Linked DNA regions of Rattus norvegicus: region 2 is linked to region 1. Evidence: chromatin contacts called from public Hi-C data. All regions are on one chromosome and are shown on one strand. The core of a region is the stretch at or near the end of the contact, and the rest is flanking DNA. Distances in the headings are between cores, read along the strand shown.

The links. Hi-C and Micro-C count contacts between places; a contact is called where the count stands out from the background.
Region 2: a Hi-C map of the A7r5 cell line shows a contact between it and region 1, with 6 times the contacts expected there. The contact joins two enhancer-like sites. A contact is called at or near these places in 11 of 12 Hi-C or Micro-C datasets (the A7r5 cell line, the Rat2 cell line, Schwann cells and 6 more).

What each region holds. Positions count from the first base shown.
Region 1 is chr7:45,639,471-45,645,676 of GRCr8, reverse strand. No RefSeq gene overlaps it. Among named protein-coding and RNA genes, the nearest start is that of Pawr, 110 kb to the right of the region's middle. Within about 2 kb of position 2,951, at least 20 of the 93 cell types and tissues checked have an H3K27ac peak or open chromatin away from gene starts, as enhancers often do. A contact at or near this core is called in the A7r5 cell line, where this site is marked.
Region 2 is chr7:45,735,518-45,741,535 of GRCr8, reverse strand. The region is part of intron 9 of Syt1 (synaptotagmin 1); the gene reads left to right. Among named protein-coding and RNA genes, the nearest start is that of Brcc3dc, 160 kb to the left of the region's middle. Within about 2 kb of position 1,360, at least 8 of the 93 cell types and tissues checked have an H3K27ac peak or open chromatin away from gene starts, as enhancers often do. A contact at or near this core is called in the A7r5 cell line, where this site is marked.

The DNA.
Region 1 (6,206 bases), core at 1,702-4,201:
TGGGAAAGAAAAGAACAGAATCTCTTAAATAATTAGAGATAATTATTCTACCTACTTTTGAAGAATGGCTTCAGGTGAGTCTACCTTCCTGGGTGGTCCTGCCACCCTTTTAAGAACAGCAGTTAAGTCTGACTCAACTGGACTATCTGATCTCTCTCCAGCCAGAGAGTTCATCCCTTTGACCAGAAGGATCTAGTCTTCCCTTATTAGACATACTGCTGTTGTGCTATTTCTACCTTACTTTACTGTTTACTGAGTATCCTGACTTGCTGAGGAAGGTCTGTCCCTAAGAACACCATAAAACTCTACACCACGGTCCATGTTTAAAGAACGCGCAGAGCTAAGGAACTCGGATTGCAGGAAGTCAACCTTTCAGTAGACCCAGTTCTCTGATGATGAAAGAGGAAGGCTTCAGGGAAAGAAGATGATGCATTTTGCAGAGCAGCTGAAGTCCCTTCCAAACTCTCTTCTTGCTAGGACTGGACTAGGCCTTCCACATGGTCAGCACCATGCTGTGGAGTGAAGGGTGACTTTGGGAGGAAGTCACGGTCTCTGAACTGAGACAGCGCCTGATCCTGGAGCCAGAAGGAACAGGAGAGACAAGCTAATGTGGAGAGGATGTGCCTGCTGTCCAGGCTGGACACTCAGGAGTAGCAAAAGTCAAAGAGTTCCTCATAGCTTTTACCAACTACAAAGAAGCCTAAAATATGGCCTGGATTTAAGCCAACAAGCTTTTCAATTAAGCGTGCATCACAGCACGAATCAGAACACTGCACCCCGGAATCTCGGATCCATCATCACGGATTGGCGGGATAGTCTTCCTAAGAACCAGCACGTGAAGCGGCTCAGGGGCAAACGCCTTTAATCCCAGCCCTGGGGAAGCGGAGGCAGGCAGATCTCTGGGATTCGAGGCCAGCCTGGTTCTACAGACAGAGTTCCAGGACAGCCAAGGCTACATGGGGAAACCTTGTGGGGAATGGAGGGCGGGAAGGGGGTGGGGGCGGAGTCATCAGATTTTCTATGTAAAACTGAAGAGAAACGGAGAAGCGTGGTCACTCTGGCCAAATATACAGCTAAAACCTACAGAGAAAGATAAAACAGCAGCCTCACTTGGGCAAGGAAGAGCCTTCAGATCCTACATCAAGGGCTGATAGTTGGAGGGGTGGGGGTGGGGTGAGGGTGGGGTGGGGAGACCGGAGAGTGGAGGGGTAGGGAAGTGGTGGGATGTTAATACTAAGGATTATCACACCTCTACGTCTTTGGAAGAGGAGGCAGAGGCTTTGAAAGCAACTGACTTTAGACGTTTAAAAGGAACACTGCCAGTTAAGATTTCCGCGAGTGTTTTAATAAACTGGAGGAGACCGGGAGTCAGGGAACTGAGCTGAGAGCCACTAGGGAAGCCGACTGGCAGGGGGCAGGCAGAGAGTTTTGACAGGATACACTTAGTAGCAATTACAGGGGAGAAATAAAACCCTTTCCTGTTTGTACCCAGATACAAGCAAATATTCCCACTCACCCGCTCTTATGTTAATGTTCGCACTTCCTGAATACAAGGTGACGTGTCCCTCCACAGAGGTCTCTATAGAGACCATGGCAGGGACAGAGTGGTGGTTGTGATGAGGTTGCAGTGTGGTTGAGGGTGACAGTAAGTCTCCATGGAAAGCCCATGAGTTGAAAACAGGCCTCAGAGTCCATCGCGGAAAAGAAATCATTTTCTTGAGCAACTCTAGCTGTCACAAAGGTTGCTGCAAAAGCAGTTGAGCTTTTGATGTGGTTTCTGGCTCTGCCCATAGCTGTCCTTATACTTGTGAGAGTTAAAGGCAGATACAAATGTAACCAAATCAAGACTGGGGCCATAGAGTCAGAACCACCTTTGTGTGGTGACACTTGGGAGTCAATCCCTGGCTATTTTTTTCCTCCTTTTCTATTAAAAAAAAAAAAAAAAGTTAGCAAAACTTCTTTGGCCTAGCAAACCAAATAGAGCATGGAACATTTGAGCTCCGATGGATCATAAAGAGATACCCATTTTTCCCAGCCCCTGAAGTCTCAGGATAAGGAACTCGATGTAAAATAATTCCATACGTCTACAGTTTGCTATGCAGTCTTTCCCAGGGACCTCTGCTTCCGGGTGAACAGGCTAGGGGATTTCCATCAGCAGACCCTTGGGTTCAGAGGTCAGTTCCACATCTTTAGGTAACTGTGGTCAGAGGTAAAGACTGCTCCCTCCATAGCTCTGATCCAAAACTTCCTTTCCCTGGGGTCTGAGAAGCAGCGCCAGACGGTCTCAACATTCCTGACATTCCCTAAGGGCTGAGGCAACTCTAACCCCCGGCTGCTCCTCAGACACCTGAGGAACTGGACCATTAGCTCTTCTGTGGGGAGCTGAGTGCAAGGAGAGGAGAAAGCCCTAAAGGAAACACAGAGGAGGGTTAGAAAGTTCAATAAACCAGCCTGGTCTAACCTGCAACACCAGCTGCCACGCTCAACTCTGCAGTGACTCACCCAACAATGGGAGTAGGAGCTGGAAAGGAGCTGAAAGCCCTTAAAGCCATCCAGAATAAAGATTTGTAGCTAGAATAACACAAACACACACACACACACACACACACACACACACACACACACACACACACCTGCCTGTCTTTGTATCCTGTGAGTGGAGCAGACTGACTAGATCTCTTCAGATCCCCTGTGCTGAGCACTCCTTGCTAACTTTCCTTGTTCCCTGCTACTCTGCCAACCCTCCCGTCCCTTTATCTTTCCCAAACACAATTGGGAAGCTTGCTTAGGTAAACTGGACAATTGGAAGGAGCCCCTGTGTTTTCGTCATTAAAACCACACACAGCCACTAGAGGGCAGTGCTGATACTAGTCTCTCCAGATTTCCACTCTGTGCAGACTCAGGCTGGCCCATCCACACATCCTGTTACAGGATGTTTCTGAACTCTTCCTTCAATTCTCCGCGTAAATAAACAATCCGAGCTGGATACACCCAGACTCACATCCCTGTAACCCCACAGATCACGCAGGTCCAAATTCCTGGTAATTTACAATCTTGCCTAGTTTTATAACATACCACAATCAGAGATTAAACTCAAATTCTGCCTGAATTTTGGCATTTCTCTCCAGTGCTATCCCTGAGAGTTAAAAGAGCTAAGGCAGCTCAGCTGTACATGATTCTGTTTTCTTTCTGTACCCAATGTCTCTCATTGTACGCTCTGGTCAGAAGCAGAGGAGCTCGGCTGGGCAAAATCTTTAAGATTAGTCATGTACCCAAACACAGGGACAGAGAGCCACGGATGTGTGTCTTGGCACTGTGAGTATAAACCAGGGTCTGCCGAGTCTGTCTCAGTGGCTCGGTGGACCAAGAAAAGCAAAGATAGAAGTCCAGGCTTCCAGGGGCAGAATTTCTTTTCCAGGTAGTTCAGCTGAGGGCTCAGGGACCTGACAGCCCCGCATAGAAGCAGGCCAGCATCTCACCTCCCAAGCGTTCGTCCTAGGGCAGCTGTCTTAACCAGTGGGTCTCAGCCTGTGGGTCCCGACACCCTTGGCAAATCTCTATCTCCGAAAAAATTAACATTACAATTCATAACAGTAGCAACGTTACACTATGAAGCAACAATGAATGGGACTTTATGGATGGGGGTCACCAGAACATGAGAAGCTGCATTAAAGGTCACGGCATTAGGAAGAACGGCTGGAGACTAACTTGTGGCTGAAGACCTAGGAGAGACGTGAATCAATCAGGCATGCAGGCGAGGTCAGATGGAGCTCTCTGGGGCCCAGCGCTGGGCTGGAGCTGCTCTTCCTCAGACACGGGTATTTACTGATACCAAGCTTATCTTTGGATTCTCAGCAAAGGCAGATAAGGTGAGGGAAATATTTGTAGGGAGAGATTTCTGGAATTTCCCCACAGTGCTGAAATAGCACCGAGAGTTGAAGAAGGCCATATTTGGACAATGACAAGCACGTTATTTTTTTTTTTTTCTGTCTTTTCTGTTTTCCCTGCTATATAATAACATTTAACCTTCTTCGCACAAGGTCAGTGCTGCTGTCCTAGAACTGTCCCAAAGGCCTCTCCTGTCCAAGGACAGGGGATCCAAGACCCTTCCCAGGGTCACGAACATATACTATGTTTCTAAAGGGAAAAATTACCACAGAATCACTGCTTACTGAGATCAGTCAGGTCTTCGGGGGCTGCACTGCACTTTCCACCTCAGGGGGAGGGGGAGGGGGAGGGAGAAGGAAAGGGAGGGAGGGAGGGAGGGAGGGGGAGGGAGGGGGAGGGAGGGAGGGAGGGAGAGGGAGAGAGAGAATATAAAGATAGAAATGTGTCCTTAGGAGGCTCCAAACCCAGCAAAACCTGAGGTAAAATGTTGACAAAGGGCGGAGGTGGATGAGAGTGCAGACGCCACCCTCGCTCACCTGCTCCTGACCCTTCTGAGGCACTGTCAGCAAGACATCATCCACAAGACTCTTTCTTTTACAGATGCTTTGTCTACAGGACAGTGCGTGTGCCTCAGGAAATCAAGAAGCCATCACCTCTCCTCTATCATCACCTTTACGAATCCTAGAGGCAGGCACACTGGGAAATATAAAAACTGGGCAAGAGAGTCTAAACGGCTAAACGGTCCGTGAACTCCCAGTAGGAACTTGGCTAAACACAGTTGTTTCAGTACATGACAAGTTGGCCTCTTCTGTGTTCTTCTGAATGTATAATTGATGTGGCCCATCTGTTTCCAGTAAAGGAACTTTTGTTTTGTTTTGGGTTTTTTTTGTTTTTTTTTTTTCTTTTCTATTTTCACGCAGAAGGAATGGCTTTCTCATTAGGCAGTGTTCACAGGCTCTTAGAAAAACGTGTTCAGAACAGAAAGCGCCCCCCCCCCCTCCCAACACCACTTAGACTACCAGCTGACTTGAGACTCTTCCTCCCCATTCCGAGCTGGTTAAATGAGAAGTCCTGCTGGTCTCCGTGCAGGGAGCTTCTCAGGTAAGACTGCTAAAAGCCACGGGATGGTGCACTTATTACAATCCTGGGGCACTCTCGTGGCTGTGTGGATGGGCAGTCAGAATGCAGCTTCCCACCCCAGCCCCTGTAGTTCCTGGGCTTACAGAAGGGAAGCAACAAGGAATGTCTCTTGGGTCTCCAAGCTCATTCATTCTGCAGGTATTTCTGAACACGCCCTGGGCGTCAGAGAATAATAATGATTAGGATCTAGCATGGCAAAGAAAGCCAGGCTGAGTTCTTGCCTTTACAAGGAAACACAGCAATCCAATAACAACAAAAAACTTAAGTAATTGCAATTTCACATGCACAGGGGGAAAGGAGGGACGGAGGAAAGAAAGAAGATATTGATGAGGTTGGAAAACAATTGAGAACCCTCCCCGATCTGCTGAGGTAAAATGTCTAGAAGTTCCTCAGAAAGCTATAGAGTCACCGTATGGCAATTCCACCCATAAATGAACGCCTAAGAGAACTGGAAGCATGGTTATTATTACATAGTACTGACTGCATGGATACTCAAAGAAATATGGCTCATCCCCAATGTTGAAGCAACCCCGAAGTCCTACCAACTGATAAAGAAAATGTGCTTCGAAGGATGGCAGTCATTTAGTCATGAAAAAAAGGAATTGAGGATTGATACGTAAGATAGCCTGAGTTAACCTGAAAACATGCCAAGTGAAAAAGTCAGTGTGACAACTGGTCCTGGTTACCACCTTGACTACATCTGGAATGAACTACAATCCAGAAATGGAAGGTACGCCTGTGATGCAGATCTCGAGACTAGAAGACACAGATTTCTAACCTGGCTCTTGACATGGAAATCTTGAAGCATAGTGGCCATGAAAAGCTTAGGCCCAAGCAAGGTAGTACATGCCTTTAATCCCAGGAGACTGAAGCAAGCAGATCTCTGAGTTCAAGGTCAGCCTGGGACAAAGCAAGTTCCAGGTCCAGGTTGGTGGTACACACCTTAATCTGGGCCAAGGCCTCCATAAGGACACTGGAAGAAGGCAGACTCACTCTTCAACTGCTTGCACTTACTTGCCAGCACATCTGTTGGAACCTATTTCGACAGAAGACCCACTCAAACAACACAGCCTCTTAGGTCTGAGCGACTACTAGATTCTTAGACTTCCCACCCACGGCTGCCCATTGTTGGGTTAGTTGGACTGCAGACTGTAAGTCATTACAATAAATTCATTTAA
Region 2 (6,018 bases), core at 111-2,610, 97 kb before region 1:
CACTGGAAGAAAATAAAAAAATCCTCAAGTGTATTTATTCATTACAGAATCAGTTTGGAATCATGGTAGATCTATAAAGGATGTGACCATACAAAAATATTTATGTTTTTAATAGAGCAAAGATCGCTGATTTCTTTTTGATGTGCTTATTAGACCAGAGAGACTTTAATCCACAGTAGAATTAGACATACCTAAATGCTTATGCCTGAATGGCAAAGAGGTATAGAAATTTCCAGAGCATCCTTATTAGAGTGGAATAGCTAACAGGACCATAAGCTAAAGCCAAGGTTCAGTTTTATTATTTATTTTGCTGCCTTGATCATTTTTCTGCATTCATTTGGCTTGAAGGCACAGACATTCCCTGTTGATTATCGTGACTCGGCCCTGGGTGTCTGCTACACATTTTCATTCCTAATATGGTAGCGAGAGAGGCTTTTGTAAGAGCTCCAGTGCCTTTCTCTGGCCTTGTGGAATGTGGGGAGGAAGGAATCCCACAGAGATGAAAACATGCACATTTGCATTGATAAAGAAAATGAAAGGAAACTGAAAAGAGGATAGGTCTCTTAAAACTTTCTTTGGTTTCCTTACTCTGGACACTTTGCTGTCTACTAATATCTCACGTCAGACTGTGGGAGGAATTAACATTGTGCATTTATTGACCATAATGTCATGAGCACTGCAAGAAATTGTGAGTTTTCTGCAAAGGAATTCTAACAAAATAAAGTTCTCATCATCATCACAGTTGAAATCCTCAAAGCATCCTAACACTCAGCGCTGCTAATTAGCCACATAAGGATGCACTCTCAGATCGTAAGTCCTGCATCCCTGAAACGGAGTAATGGATCATGCTCCCTCCTGACAGCCTACAAATTACTCTGTTTGTCTTAATTCTAGAGCTGTGTGAACCAGTGCTCAAGAAATGACTCTGCTGCCTGTCCATGTATTGACTGCTTTATAGTCCAATACTGTTTTTCTTTCCTGGTCATAAATTAGTTCAAAAAATATTTGCTTGATAAAAATTCTTCAAGCAATGTATTCCAGATGAAGAACTTCAATTTAACCATGGGTCCCTCACCTCTAAATTTATTTACAGAGAGCTTCCACACTTTAATAGGCCACATTTGCATTGATGTAAAAATAAATTATTATTTTCAACATCAGTCATATTCATTTGATGAATTTTATAGAATTAAGAATTACAGGACTTGACAATAGCTCAATGGTAGAAATCCTGCCTAACTATATAACGGGTAGGTTCAGTCTCCAGACAGACACATACCTTTCAGCTTGACACTAACTAGTGACCCAACGAAGGAGGGACTTAACTGAGGAAATGCCTCCATCAGATTGGCCTGAGGAGCTGGCTGTCTTTGTGGCATTTTTCTTGCTTGATGATTAGTGTGGGAGGGCCCAGCCCACTGTGGCCAGTCTCCCTAGAGACACCATCCCTAGGTAGGGCCCACGCTGAAAAAGAAGATAGCTGAATCAGAAAGGTGAGGCCAGGAGCAAAAGAGTAAACAGCACTCCTCCACTGTCTCTGCTTCAGTTCCTGCCTCCAAGTTCCGGCCCTGAGCTCCTGCCCCGACTTCCCTCAGTGATGAACTGTTACCTAGAAGTGTAAGATAAAATAAACCTCCACCCCAGGTTGTATGTGGTCACGGTGTTGTATCACAGCACCAGAGAAGAAAACTATGACAATCTATAAATATAAACAGCTGTGACTCCCACATTGATAGCATCAGCATTGAAGACTGTGAGTTGGGCTGGCAGTTGGTGGTGGCCCATGTCTTTAATCCCAGCCCTGGCAGGTTTTTTGAGTTCAAGGCTAGCCTGGTCTACAAAGCGTAGGACAGTTAGGGCTACACAGAGAATCCCTGTCTGGGGGAGAAGGGAGGAAGGGAGGAAGAAAGGAAGGAAGGAAGAAGGGAGGAAGGGAGGGAAGGAGGGAGGGGGAAAGAGAGAAAGAGAGAGAGAGAGAGAGAGAGAGAGAGAGAGAGAGAATGAGAATATTTTGGATGAAAAGAGGTCATGTAAATAGCATTCAACATGCTGTGGTAAATACATGCGAACGTATGTTTTTATGATGTTCTAAGTAGTCTCCTCTTCTGGACTCCTCCACCATCCTCAGCATCTGACTTGCATGTCTCAGAACTGTGTGGCAGCCATATATAAAAGAAAAAAAGAGGGAGCAGCACTGTGAACCTTTGCTGAAGGACCCGTAGAATACATTCACTTACATCTCAGGGCCAGACTCTGAGAGCCTTGATCGCATGCAAGGAAGCACGGAGAGGTTCTTTTTATTATTGATGAGCAAATGCTGAACTAAAACCTGGGCACTGAAGCTGAGGACAGAGTGGTTTCTGGAGAATGGAAGCCATCAACTTAGCCTCCCAGGTATGTTAGGGTCTATTTAAATTAGAAATAGCCTCTCTCTCTCTCTCTCTCTCTCTCTCTCTCTCTCTCTCTCACACACACACACACACACACACACACACACACATACACACACACACACACGCTGTAGAAAATCTAATACAAGTAACTAGAAAATTGAAATCAACATAAAACTTATCACAGAGAAAAGCAAGGGTAATTTGGAGCTGTGTTTTCAGAATGATTTCCGTGCCTCTGTATGTATACAAAGTTTAGAATAGTTTAGCCACACCCACTGAGACTATCTGCCTTGGACACATTTTCTTTATTTATTTACATGTATTTATTTATTTATTTACTGATACAATAAATAAATAGTATATGATCTGTTGATTGATTGTGTGTATGCTTGAAAACATCCCCAGCGTTGGTTTAGACTTATAGATCATGCCATAGGATAATGTCATGGTTGGTTGGTTGGTTTTTTAAGCTAGTACCCTGCTGTTGTCCCCTTTTCCTATATTACAAGCCACAACTCAGAGATGGCAGTGGTGACACATGCCTGTAGTCCTGGGACTTTGGGTGCTGAGGAAGGCGGGTCTCTGTGAGAGTGAGGCCAGTCCTGGTCTCCAGAGTGAGTTCTAGGACAACCAAAGCTCCTGTCTGAAAACAACAACAAAACAGACACAATTTAATTTCAGCATCTTTTTCACTTGGTCAGTTCCTCAGTTACCTTTCTTATAAAGTAATTCTCTGATCAAGGAATTATGGACTGGACAGGGGGTTGAAGGCTTTGGTTTGGTTTGGTTTGGTTTGGTTTGGTTTGGTTTGGTCTGGTCTGGTTTGGTTTGGTCTGGTTTGTGACAGGGCCTAACTAAATAATCCAGGCTATCCTGGAGCTCACCATGTAGCTCAGGCTGGACTTGAACTCATGACAATACCTCATTTCCAGCGCCGGGACTTCAGACTTGCAGCCACCACACCTGCCCAGTAAGTGTGTGCTGAGGTTTTGAAGTGTCAAAGTCTCCCCTTCGAACGGGGCAGTTTGTTTTGCCACTCTCCATCTGAGTCTGCAGCTCTGCCCTTTGAGCAACAATGAGCATTGGGAAATTTTACGAAGTCTTTGCCAGTTTGATAGGCCAATGTACGAATCTCACTTTTGGTATGTCTTTGATCGCAACTAAAGTCGAGCATTCCCCCTGCCTTTCCATTTAACCACCTGGGTTGTTGTGTAAAGATGTAATAGGAGAGAAAGAGCTGACAGACTCAAACTCCTCCCATATTGACTTGGAAAGAGACACGTCTCTGGTTCTCCGGAGAAGCTGTGGATGTGAACATAGGAAGAGCAGCATAAAGGAGAGGCATCACTTGCCTTCAGAAGGCAGCTAAGAAATGTGCCACTTGGCCACTTCATAAAGAGCGACTCTACATGCTACCCCATTGTCTATGAAGCCACCACAATCTTGGCTTGTGCTGTTGATCTTGAAGGACAGGACACTGGTTTGTGCATGATTTATGGAGGGTCTCCCAGCACAGTTAGCTCCCTGGAGACAACTGTCAAATTCCCATTTTATCAAAATAGCAAGTAAAAATATCCCAATAGACCCAAAACTTTAATTCACTTAATGAGTTAACCACCAGCTCTGTCAGTTCAACTGCCTTTCATGTCTAATGGGATATTTCCCTTCTGAATGTATAAGAGCTGAAAACAATTCCGTGCCTTTAACTGTCTGGGGATGTGTCATGTTTCACTACATTTGAAACCATGAAGTAGCCAGATCACAACATGCCAGTCAAGCAGCTGCTTGTACCATCTAACGCTTGCTAGGTAAAGAATTTCAAGTACCTATGCTCACACTCTCTGTAAATGAGACTGATATATTTTCCTGCTCCTAAATAAATTATTCTGCAGTCGTTAATTCTTTGCAACTTTTTAATTCGTTTCTTGAACCTAAGAGCTAAGTAGTAGATCGAGATGTAGTCTAAGATATGGTTTGAATACTTTAGGATAAGACCCAATTAGACTAAGGCTACAAGGGCAAAAATGCAGGTAATGGCGGACAATCCTGACATACACAAAACTAGGAAAAGCAGAAGAAACATCACCTTGTGCTTGAAAATACAAAAGTTAAAATATTGACACACGCTACCCTTTTTCTCTGTAAATCAAATAATTCTTTTCCATATACGTAATGAAGATGAACATGCATTTGTGTTTCTAATGTAGGCTGGGTTATTCGCTCTGAGTCAGAGTAGCCCCACTGAAAGTGTAGTAGGCAAGAACACAGGATAATCCCATAGGTCTCTTTGCTGTCTATGTCCGCCCCGTCTCCAAATGTCCTGCTGAAATCTATTTTACTTCTCTATGGGAGACGCTGCCTAGAGTCAAGCACCATTAAATCAGCATGCAAAGGAAGGAGAAAATGAATGTGGCTAATTGCATCTTGAGCTATGGTTGGTACAAATCAGTGGTGGTGGGAGAATGCCTGAGCATGCCAGGAACACAAGTAGTTTAGAAAAGGTGGAGCATGACTGGGTATGAGGACTGACAGCAAATGAAGACTCTGTGCGTGCGTGCATGCGTGCGTGCGTGCGTGCGTGCGTGCGTGCGTGTATGTGCTCGCATCAGTAGGGTGAGAATGCACATGGATCATTATTTGTCTCGCTATTTGAAGCTGGGGCTTTGTCTTGAAGCCTGGATCTCCCGGGAGAGTCGCTGCTGCTCTGGAATGCCCGGGTCCAGCAATCGATCCTCCTCTTCTAGTGCAGCAGAAGCCCTGCACCTGTAATCTCCCTAGAGATTAAACCCCTGTGCCTGTCAGCAGATCTCCAAGGTAACGGAGGAGTGCTGAGATAAGGCTAGGTGAGTGCGAGCTGTCCAAGAAAGGAATTTGAGGCACAGGTGAGAGCACAGGGTAGACAGAGGGCAGAGCCACAGCGAGTGTAAGCCATCCTTAGTCTGGAAGAATGGAAAGAAGGCAGAGAGCCCTGAGGACTTAAAGAATCATAGAGACTTCTGAAAGAAAGTTGTCCCGGCCATCCCAAAGGCATAAACTGCAGAGTCCGCAAATTTAAGTACACGAGGGCTCGGAAACACATTCCCCTAGCAAGGACACAGTGGGGGACCACATATTCAAGCATCTGGCCTCATCAATGACTATGGGGCCATTTTTCTCAGGCTTTTATTTAGGGTACCTACAGAATAGGATAATTGACCCCTCTATAGGTTTTCCACTAAATAAGCAAGAATTATTTGCTTATTTATTTCAAATTCATTTTTACTTTCTGACAATAATACGTGTTCTTGAAAAAGAAGCAACAGGTTTCCCAAGGCTTTCCCCATCCATAGCCAGCCCTTTCATCAGAGATAATTACTTCTATGCTGTCCCATGTAAGTCCTTTTAGAAATTACACACACACACACACACACACATACACCTTATGGGATTAATTCTGTGTTCTTGCCTACTAAATTTTTAGTGGGACCTACTATGACTCACTGTAAACACCCCAGCCTATATTAGAAACAAAATGCATATTTGTCTTATGTGTATGGAGAAGAAATTGTATATATAATATACATTATATATGTATGTGATATATGGTATATGTAAACATTATCATACTATTTTACTTGTTTCATGA